Regions from separate parts of the Mus musculus genome. Here region 1 is linked to region 2. The links are chromatin contacts, called in public HiChIP or PLAC-seq maps. All regions are on one chromosome and are shown on one strand. Each heading gives the region's core, a stretch centred on a gene start, on an enhancer-like site or on the middle of the called end of the contact. The rest is flanking DNA. Distances are from core to core; before and after follow the strand shown.

What was found. HiChIP or PLAC-seq counts read pairs in DNA pulled down with a chosen protein or histone mark.
Region 1: an H3K27ac HiChIP or PLAC-seq map of microglia shows a contact between it and region 2, with 5 times the contacts expected there. The contact joins two enhancer-like sites. A contact is called at or near these places in 1 of 15 datasets of contacts at CTCF or cohesin (large pre-B cells), 1 of 115 datasets of contacts at active chromatin or transcription factors (microglia) and 1 of 9 other capture datasets (embryonic stem cells).

What each region holds. Positions count from the first base shown.
Region 1 is chr3:87,398,443-87,403,901 of GRCm38.p6, forward strand. It overlaps a transcript of Fcrl1 not described here. Among named protein-coding and RNA genes, the nearest start is that of Gm40084, 10 kb to the right of the region's middle. Within about 2 kb of position 3,184, at least 81 of the 459 cell types and tissues checked have an H3K27ac peak or open chromatin away from gene starts, as enhancers often do. A contact at or near this core is called in microglia, where this site is marked.
Region 2 is chr3:87,291,843-87,296,639 of GRCm38.p6, forward strand. Gm31879 (a long non-coding RNA gene) reads left to right here. Exons shown (of 3, transcript XR_375779.2): 2 at 3,403-3,495. Among named protein-coding and RNA genes, the nearest start is that of Gm31879, 3.9 kb to the left of the region's middle. Within about 2 kb of position 3,534, at least 11 of the 459 cell types and tissues checked have an H3K27ac peak or open chromatin away from gene starts, as enhancers often do. A contact at or near this core is called in microglia, where this site is marked.

The DNA of each region.
Region 1 (5,459 bases), core at 1,934-4,433, 110 kb after region 2:
CAAAACTAGAAAAAAAAACAAATTTAAAACTAATATAGATGCTCAAAAGATACAGTACACACACACACACACACACACACACACACACACACACACTAATGGTATCTACAATGATGCAGTGATCACCATTACAGGCTCATCATAACAAAACCAGTGTGATGCTGGCACAAAACCAGACATGTGTATCAATGAAATAGAGAGAACCCAGTTATAAACCCACACAGCTATATCCATTCAATTCTTGACAAAGTTGTCAAAAATACACAGCAAAGAAGATATAACCTCTTTGAAAAGTAGTGCTGGATATCTACAGGTAGAAAAACAAAATCAGTGCCTGTATGTCAATGGCTCTAAATGGATCAAAGACCTTGATGTGAGAGCAGAAACACTGACACTTTTGGATGGGAAGGGAAGATAGAGTTGCAGACATGGCTCTCTCAGAACTCCAGTTGCAGGAGAAGCAAAGATAAAATTTGACAAGTTGGGGGCGGGGGTGAAGGGCTCATGAAATTTAAAAGTTTCTCTGCAGTAAAGGAAATACTCAGATGACTAACAATACATGTCCCAAGGGGAAAAAATGGTACTAAAAAAAATCCTATTTGTGTTCATCAACTGCTCCTCGATCTACCTAGTGTCCCTCCATTGAAGAAAGCTGATTACTCCCTCTCCCAGCAGTTAGTACTTGTGGATAACTACGTGACTATTCATGCCCACGTGCTGTCCTCCCTGCTGGGGTCTTGTCTGGCTTGAGAGTGTATGGGTCTTGTACTTGCTGTCACAGTCTCTGGGAGTTCATAGGCACCTGCTCTGTGGTATCTGGAAAATGCAGTTTCCTTAAAAGAGCCAACCACCTCTGACTCTTACAGTCTTCCTTCTTTCTCTTCTTCATAAATCCAAGCCTTATGGGAGGGGGCCACATAAGATCCATTTAGGGCTGAGAGCTCCAAAGGTTCTCACTCCCTACACGCTGTTTGGTCATAGGTGTCTGGGTTAATTACTATGTCCTGCAAGAAGTATCTCTGGTAAGGATTCAGCAGTGCACTAACCTAGGGTATAGCAATGTGCCATTTGCAGTCATTTTATAGCTATATTCATTTAGCAGAATGATAGTATCAGGCTCTTGGCCTCATTAACAGTATAAGTCTGGCTTCCGTCTCAAGGAGTAGACCTTAAACCCACTCAAAAAGTGATTGATTACTCCCCTAACATTTGGGTCTAATAAATATAATAATTATTATTTCATAGTGTTAATACATACTATTATTATCCTCAAAACTGGATATCCTTTTCTTTTAAAAAAAAATCTGAACATAAGCTAAGACCCTAAATCAAAATAACCTAAACCTCTGGTTCCTTATTCTTGATAAATCTCAGATCAGAAATGTTCAGGGTGCTAAAGCTATATGAGCAATCAGGGTCTCCACACACCACCAAAGAAATAGACTCACCCATGAAGGAAATGTAAGTAAATTCTGTCTAGTGTCAGCAGGGCCCAGTTGGTGCCAGTTGACTCGAACCTTTTTCAAGTCAACTGTGGGACACTTTACAGCACAAGGTTAGTGCTGACCATGGGCATTCACTGACATGGAGGCTGGTGAGAAGCACTGACTCTGTGACTTTCTTCTTCACTGAATTTATTCAAAGCTTCTTTGCTTTCACTTCTTCCTTAAGGCAAGTGCTTTGCACCTCTGGTGAGAGAGCTCTCACTTGATGCTGAGCAGACAGAGCAGCGGTATAGCTCTCTAGTTGGGCTTGCTTTGGCCTCACTGGCTCGTCTCTTGGGGAACATTTTCACCGTGATCATATATTAGTTCCAATTAGGAAATCTATCCCATCACCTAAATGAAACTGGGGTGTATGTTTCTGAAATCCCTGCTCAAAGAGGCGAGTGAGAGTCAGTTCTTCCCAAGGTGCTCCTCTGCAATTACCTGATGTTGTGCCCTTTGGGCATCCATAGATTCATTAGGCACAGTTCCTGTAGGACATAGACAGGACCTGCTTGAACATCTGAAGTATCTCTAGTTTTCAATGTCTCTCAGTAATTTCTTAGGTATGTTTCACGTGTCATCCCTCTGATTTGCTCCCTGGACATGGATGCAGAGTAGGATCTGGGGTGAGTGGTGCAAGGGGACATCTGAAGCATCAACAGTGTGGGGCTAGATCCTATTTGGTACTTTGCGGCACACAACAAATTTTATCACCCCAAAATATTATCCTGATCACCAGTTCCTACAAAAGTGAAAAGACATTGGGTGGGGGATGCTATGTGCTTCAACTGTTTCAACCATGACTGCCTGGGCATAGTGGCTCCAGGTTCCCTTGGGCCAGCACTCCATTTCCCCACATATATCATAATCTCCATGAACATTTAGTGGCCTTCATAGTACTCCTTATTACTTTTTTTAGATCAATGAGTGTGGTCCTGCTTTTGTAGAGACAGCTACTAACCTTTGAGCAAAAACATCACAACTTTGTATCATACTCTAAAATCACAAACCATATTCCCTAAGGCTTCATGCCTTGGTGCAAACTCAGAAGTTAAGTTTTAAAAGCCCAATATCATCTGTTCAATCTAGAAAATGTCACAGTGCATGACTAAAACCCAAGGCTAAGAGTCAGAGGGTCTGGTCATATCAATAGCCTTCCCTTGTAAACATCCATGTGTTCACGTGTGTCTTTGCTCATTTATTTGTATTTATTTCACATGTGAACCTATGTGACAATGTTTGTTTCTCTGAGAGTTTGCTAATTCTAGACTCCTCCTAGGTCCAGGGAGGGATAGCCTGAAGATTCCAGCTTGTATCAAGAGGTAAGAGCTAAGCAGAGCCTGCTTCATTTTTCCTCTCTCCAATTTTAAAAACCAGAAAAGTCGCTTTGCTCATCTCGGTATGAAATGAGTTCAAGCAGAAGTGAAAGGGGGCAGGGAAGACAGGCAAGGGAACTTCATATTTTGCACCATAAAGAGAGGTCTGTACTCTTCACTGTGGGCTGCTCAGAGTTCACTGTTAGCAGTTTCTTTAGTCTAAGTTAACCCTGCCTCCAGCCCCCACCCCAGAGTCCAGATGGGGCTTGAAGGATGTAAGCTTCAACATCCTTGATAGGCATCTAGACTCCACTACACAGAGAGACAATAGCAGGGAAGCATGTGAGAGAAAGGAAGGACGCTGACACCACAGCTCTCACGTGCTCAGCGCTTGAGAGGGCAGGACTGAGCTCGGAGAAGGTTGACTGCCCTTACTTCCTTTCCTTCTGCCAGCCACAGATGAAATACACTTTCCTGTATTTCACAGATGAAATATTTTAGGGTGTTAGCCCTCACCTTCTTACATCACCAGCTCTCGAACAAAACACAACCTAAAGATTTAATTCCTTCTCTGCCCATGGAAGTATATGGTGACGGGCAGTATACGGTCTGGCATTTTCGGTTGCAGAAGGAAATCCAGTCTGGAGCACTAGCGACCATTTAACACATGTTCTTCACTAATTTATTCATGCAAATTAAAAGTGAGGATTCTCATATTTAACAAACAAATTCACCACTTCTGTTTATATTTGAATTTCAGTAACCAATGGCTTTTTTAAAACATGAGTATATTTCCCAATATTACATGGCATGTTGTTGCAGTAAGAATTATTTGTTATATAAAATCAAAACCTAACTAAACACTCACCATTCTATTTAGAAGCCTGGTTTTCAATTCAAAGCCCTCTGCTGGGTGCTAGGTCTGCAATATAAGCAAAACACAGGCTGTGTTTAACCAGAGCAGGAACAGATGTGATAATGAGGTCGCAGGTAGACAACAGGTTCAGAATGTTGTCTTCTGAGCATCTCTTTCCAACCATGCGAACCAACTGCCAGCGATTATCGTCATGTTCACTGTTGACCATGGAGTGAGCTTGCATTGATTTATGTGTGGAATTAGTGTGACTTTGGCACACTGCTTGTCAAAGCTATATTCATCTGCATCTTCCTTGTGTTGACAGCCATGGTAGCTACAGAGAAGCCAGCCATGAACCATCCTTGAACAGCCACTACTTTCTTTTCAGCATTCAGATTGCTGAGGAGTGTCTATCTTCATCAAGGGTGATGCCGATCTCAAAAGGGCAGAGTTGACTCTTGAGAAGGTGAAAATCCTCTTACTCTTGTTTAATGACTAAAAGATGCTTTGGGTTGCAGTCAAACATGTGGTATTAAATTTTGATAGAAGAAGGGGTCAGATCTTTTAAAAAAATGATGTCTGAGAAGAATGACCATGTGGGGCAGTGGATAGCGCCACCAGACAGAAGAACTCGTATGGCAGTAGCAAAGATCAGAACCCTGATAAAACTCATAACTGAGAGTGGGTAGGAGTCTGAATTAGCTCCTGACCAGATTCTTGTCCATGACACCCACTAAGAGGACCGTGTTGGTCACGTAGCATAATCTCTGGTTCACCCTGAGTAAGTTGTATGCATCTTCATCCACCATGAATAAAGCAGTTTGGACAAGCAAGGACAGTCTCCTTCATCAAGGACCACCATGGGGTTGGGGGAAGCCTTTGTCATACAGAGTCACGCCTAAGTCTCCCACAGAAGACCCCTCCACATACCTGGCACTCACACTGAGCTAAGTTGGATTTCCCACCGACATCCACACCCTCAGGCCCTGTTCCCAACTCTTCACAGTCCCCAGGGCGGGGTACACAGAATGATGGGAGCCCCATTCTCAACTCCTTGTGGTTCTCAGCAGCAACTGACTACCCAGAAGTTTGAGAACCACAACCTCTGTCAGACCCCTATGTTAGACTTCGTTTTGCTTCCCCTGGGCTCTCAGGAGCACAAGTCTGGCACCCAATTAGCCACATTCCAACACCCCAGTGGTGAGACCCACATGACCATTAAAAAAAAAAAGATTGAGAAACACTGGTCCAAAGTTTCCCAAGGCCCATTAACAGACCTCAACAAAATATAAAATTTATAAGACAGACACAAGCCCCTACATGCTACTTTGGAGAAATGAAATGGAAAGAATATAAAGAAATAGTTACAAGTTGTGGCAAGCACGCAGAGGAAAGCTCGTAGGGGCTGGCCCTGAATTACTAAATGCAAGTGTGATTTCAGACAGGTTTGTGAAACTTAAGATGTCTTCGTTGCTCTCCAGCCCTTGTTTCTGTAGACTTTAAGTTGGTTTTTGCACAAGATGAGAAAGGTCTTCTTATGCTTCTTAGTAGCTCCAAACGAGTTTTATTCAGAATCAACATCTGCCTGTTTTAATTCTCTTCTCTCTGGGTGTGTGTGGGGGACCTCTTAGGTGAAGGTCAGGTTCACAATACCAAGGAAGCTGAATGGCAGGCAGGAGTGATCCATGCTTGCAATCCTATCGCTCCACAGACGTAGGAGGATCACAAGCTCCCGCCTTAGCAATACAGCACAGCCCTCTCTCACACAACTAAAGCCAAGAACACCTAAGGGACAGAAGA
Region 2 (4,797 bases), core at 2,284-4,783:
CCATTCCTTCCCTCCATAAGATGCTTTCTGTGCAATTCAATAAAGACAGAGCAAAGCCTATTGCCAGCGACAGACATAGGTACCAATTCACAAGACAGCCACGGAGTCGGACTCACACACCAGGCAGAAAAGAGGACGGTGGATAAATGAAGATTAAACTAGAGGGTTCAAATCTGGGCTCATTCTTGTTAAATGACACCTAAGAAAAGAACTTTGATTTCCTTCCTTAATGGAACATTGACACATTGTTACTTGAATTTATTATTAATGTCCTCAAAGTGCTGGCAGCTTATTTTCTCATGTAAACTTAAAAGGAACTTGTTTAGTGCAAAAGATCATTAAAAATGTTTATGGGGATTACACGATATCTATATGTATAATGACTAAAAACTACATGAGTATATGAAAATATATAAATATTCTGTAATAATGGTGCTCTGAAAATAGGATTTACATATGTCTCGTGCTATCTTTTCATTATAATTTGAATTTTTAAATAAGTTGTATATTTTTGGCTTGGTTTGTTAAAAACTATATTATTAATTTTCTATTTGCAAATACAATTTTTACTATTATATTTTTATTACCAACTGGCATTAGACATTTAAAGACTAGATCCATATTTACAAATTATTTAACAAGATGGTTATATAATTACATGTTGAAATCCAAACAGTTGAGTTATTCCTCCTTTGTCTTCTGTCCTCTTCCTGTCTGTCTGTTGTGGCTGACTCTGTGGCTGTCTTGTGAATCTGTCCCTATGTCTGTCCCTATGAATAGAGAAAAATTACATTAACCGCCCTAACTCCTAAACTAATGCTTCATTTCACATTAAAGGTCAAAACACTGTCATAGTAATCTATGAGATCCTGCCTGCATTCTGGCTTCCTGGAGTAACTCAACATAGAGGCTTACAATCCTATTGCCACCATCTTTATTTTTCTTTAACATTGCATTGAACAATATATGACATATGTACTTGATGCATTTGCTTTTTCTCTCTTCAAAACAATGTAGTTCTAGCAAAGCCCTTCTCTTTGTTTATTGTTCTGTTATCTGTATTTCAGTGTTTGAGACCTGAAACTCTTAGTCTTGGCAGTGCCATTGTATTGCACCTAACCTAATAGATTTGCAAAGGAATCACACTTCATCCTTCATCAAGCTCCTTAAGTTGTTCAGGATCCACCTGGAAAGCTGTGGGGGTTTGAATGAGAATAGGTCCCTAGGCTCATCTCATACATTCAAATACTTGGTCCCCAGTTGGTGGAACTGTTTGGGAAGAATTAGAAGGTGTGGCCTCCATATTGTTGCTCCTCCTAGAGGGCTGCAAACCCCTTCAGCTCCTTGGGTACTTTCTCTAGCTCCTTCGTTGGGGACCCTGTGCTCAGTCCAGTGAATGGCTGTGAGCATCCACTTCTGTATTTGCCAGGAACTGGCAGAGCCTCTCAGGAGACAGCTATATCAGGTTCCTGTCAGCAAGCTCTTGTTGGCATCTGCAATAGTGTCTGGGTTTGGTGGTTGTTTATGGAATGGATCCCCAAGTGGAGCAGTTTCTGGATGGTCATTCCTTCAGTCTCTGCTCTGAACTTTGCCTCTGTAACTCCTTCCATGGGTATTTTGTTCTGCCTTCTAAGAAGGATCAAAGTGTCCACACTTTGGTCTTCCTTCTTGAGTTTCATGTGCTTTGCAAATAGTATCTTGGGTATTCTGAGCTTCTGGGGTAATATCTACTTATCAGTGAGTGCATATCATGTGTGTTCTTTTGTGATTGGGTTACCTCACTTAGGATGATATCCTCCAGATCCATCCATTTGTCTAAGAATTTCATGAATTCATTGTTTTAAATAGCTTGAGTAGTACTCCATTGTGTAAATGTACCACATTTTCTGTATCCATTCCTCTGTTTAGGGACATCTGGGTTCTTTCCAGCTCCTTGTTATTATAAATAAGGCTGCTATGAACATAGCAGAGCATGTGAGCTTATTACAAGTTGGAGCATCTTCTGGGTATATGCCCAAGAGTGGTATTGCTGGATCTTCTTGTAGAACTATGTCCAATTTTCTGAGGAACCGTCAAACTGATTTCCAGATTGGTTGTACCAGCAAGTGATTGGAGGAGTGTTCCTCTTTCTCCACATCCTTGCCAGCATCTGCTGTCACCTGGGGTTTTGCTGTTACTGGTGTGAGGTGGAATCCCAGGGTTGCGTTGATTTTCATTTCCTTGTTGATTAAGGATGTTGAACATTCTTTTTTTAGGTGCTTCTCAGCCACCCGGTATTCCTCAGTTGAAATTTATTTGTTTAGCTCTGTACCCCATTTTTTAAAATAGGGTTATTTGGTTTTCTGGAGTCTAACTTCTTGAGTTCTTTATATATATTGGATATTAGCCCCCTATTGAATTTAGGATTGGTAAAGATCTTTTCCCAATCTGTTGGTTGCCTTTTTATCTTATTGACAGTGTTCTTTGCCTTACATAAGCTTTGCAATTTTATGAGGTCCCAATTGTCGATTCTTGATCTTACAGCACAAGCCATTGGTGTTCTGTTCAGGAATTTTTCCCCTGTGCCCACATTTTCGAGGCTTTTCTCCACTTGTCTTCTCTATAAGTTTCAGTGTCTCTGGGTTTATGTGGAGTTCCTTGATCTACTTAGACTTGAGCTTTGTACAAGGAGATACTAAACCACCAATCAAAGAAAACACATGTTTCTTTGGGGACATGTGACTCTAGCCACATGGGACTCCTGGCTCTAGCTGCATATGTAGCAGAGAATGGCCTAGTAGGTCATCAATGGAAGGAGAGGCCCTTGGTCCTGTGAAGATTCTATGCCCCAGTATAGAGGAATGCCTGGGCCAGGAAGTAGGAGTGGGTGGGCTGGGGAGCAGGGGGAGGGGTGAGAGGATAGGGGATTTTTGGAAGGAAAAATAGGAAAGGGGATAACATTTGAAATGTAAATAAAGAAAATATCTAATTAAAATAAATTTAAAAAAAAAGATGTGACCTTGTTGGAGGGTTTGTCATCAGGATGAGGCTTTGAAGTTTCAGTAAGGTCATATTATTCCCAGTTAGCTCTCTCTGCCTCGTGCTTGTTGATCCAGATGTAAGCTCTCATCTACAGCTCCAGCATCATGCCTGCCTGCCTCTGGCATGCTACCTGCCATGATGGCCATGGACTCTAACACCCCAAAGCTGTAAGGCTTTCTCTTATAAGTTGTCTTGGTCATAGTGTTTTGTCCCAGCAGTAGAAAGTAACTGAGGAAGAGGTGCTTCTGTGCCCAGAAAGATGAGACCACCATAGGAAAGAATTACCCAGCAAAGACAGAGTCACATGTACAGAGTGCCCAGTCTAAATTCACAGATGTCAGAGGATTCTGCTGAAATCATTTCCTTTTCTGTCTCCCACAGGAAGCAAACGTCTGGAAACAGGACCTGTTTAAAACATTGTTTCTGAACAAAGCTGGTGAGGCTTCTCAGAAGGGGAGAAAGCCAGTTCTAATCGTGAGAGATTTCCATCCATTCTACTTACTTCCTCCTTACTGGAAAAGAAATCGGTCATGATGAACTTAGAGAAGCAGTGACTCATTTCCTTTTAGACTGTCTTCCATATATATGTATGCATATATATATATACATACATATGTATGTATAATGTATATATATATGTGTATATGTATATATGTGTATATGTGTATATATGTATATATGTATATTTATCTAGAACAGGACTGAGTCCCTGGGTGGATAAGATTTCTAAGGATGAGCTTCCTCAAAAAATACCCAGGTATTTATCATTGCTTTCTCTTTGAGAAAATACTGTGTGAATGTTGGGTCCCACATTCAGTCTCTGTGTTTATAAACTCATAATTTAAAAGTGTTAAGTCACCTGTATGTTTGAAATTTAACCTCAAATTGAATTGTTCAAAATTTACTATGCAAAGTTATTAGCAAAAGAATGCTCGGCTGGGCAGTGATGGCACATGCCTTTAATCTCAGCACTTGGGAGGCAGAGGCAGGTGGATTTCTGAGTTTGAGGCCAGCCTGGTCTACAGAGTGAGTTCCAGGACAGCCAGGGCTACACAGAGAAACCCTGTCTCGAAAAAAAAATGTTCATTTTTGAAGAATTAATTGTGTTGAAAATATTGAAATTATTAATGTTAAGGAAATGGTTAGATTACTATATATTCACAAAATGAGATGTCATATTATAGTTACATATAAAGTAAATTTAAATATATAGTATTTGTATTACTTAATTTTGTGATGGGACCTGGGCATCTGGAATTAGTTCGTTGGTATTGCTTCTCGGTGTGGATTTTTGCTCTAACCCTTGACAACTTCTGGATCCTTGCTTGCTCTGACCCAACTTGTTAAGTTGAGGATCAGCAGAGTTATACTTAGTATTCAGTCATAGGGCCACTCTGTGTTGGTTTGTGAATGGAGTGTCAGAGGTGGTCTCAGCTCAGGTAGACATAGGTGCAACTCTTGAGTCATAGAGTTAAGCCTCTCTCTGTGAACCTTCAGAATTTTGTAGTTGGCCCACTGTGTTCTGCTAGTGGCCCTTGGGTAGCAGAGACAGCTTTGGGTTGCACTCCATGCAGTGCTGGTGCTATGAGAGGAGAGGATGGGGTAACTGGTAGGCAAGGGGCAGAGAAAACAGGTCTGAGTGACCCACGTGGCATTTTAATTGGTCTTCACCTGGTGCCGGAACCAGAAGAGGTGTCTGATAGGCAGGCAGGTGGGGGGATGGGTGTGGGCAACTTACTTAGAATTCTAGTTGGGCCTCATGAGGTGCTTTGCCAG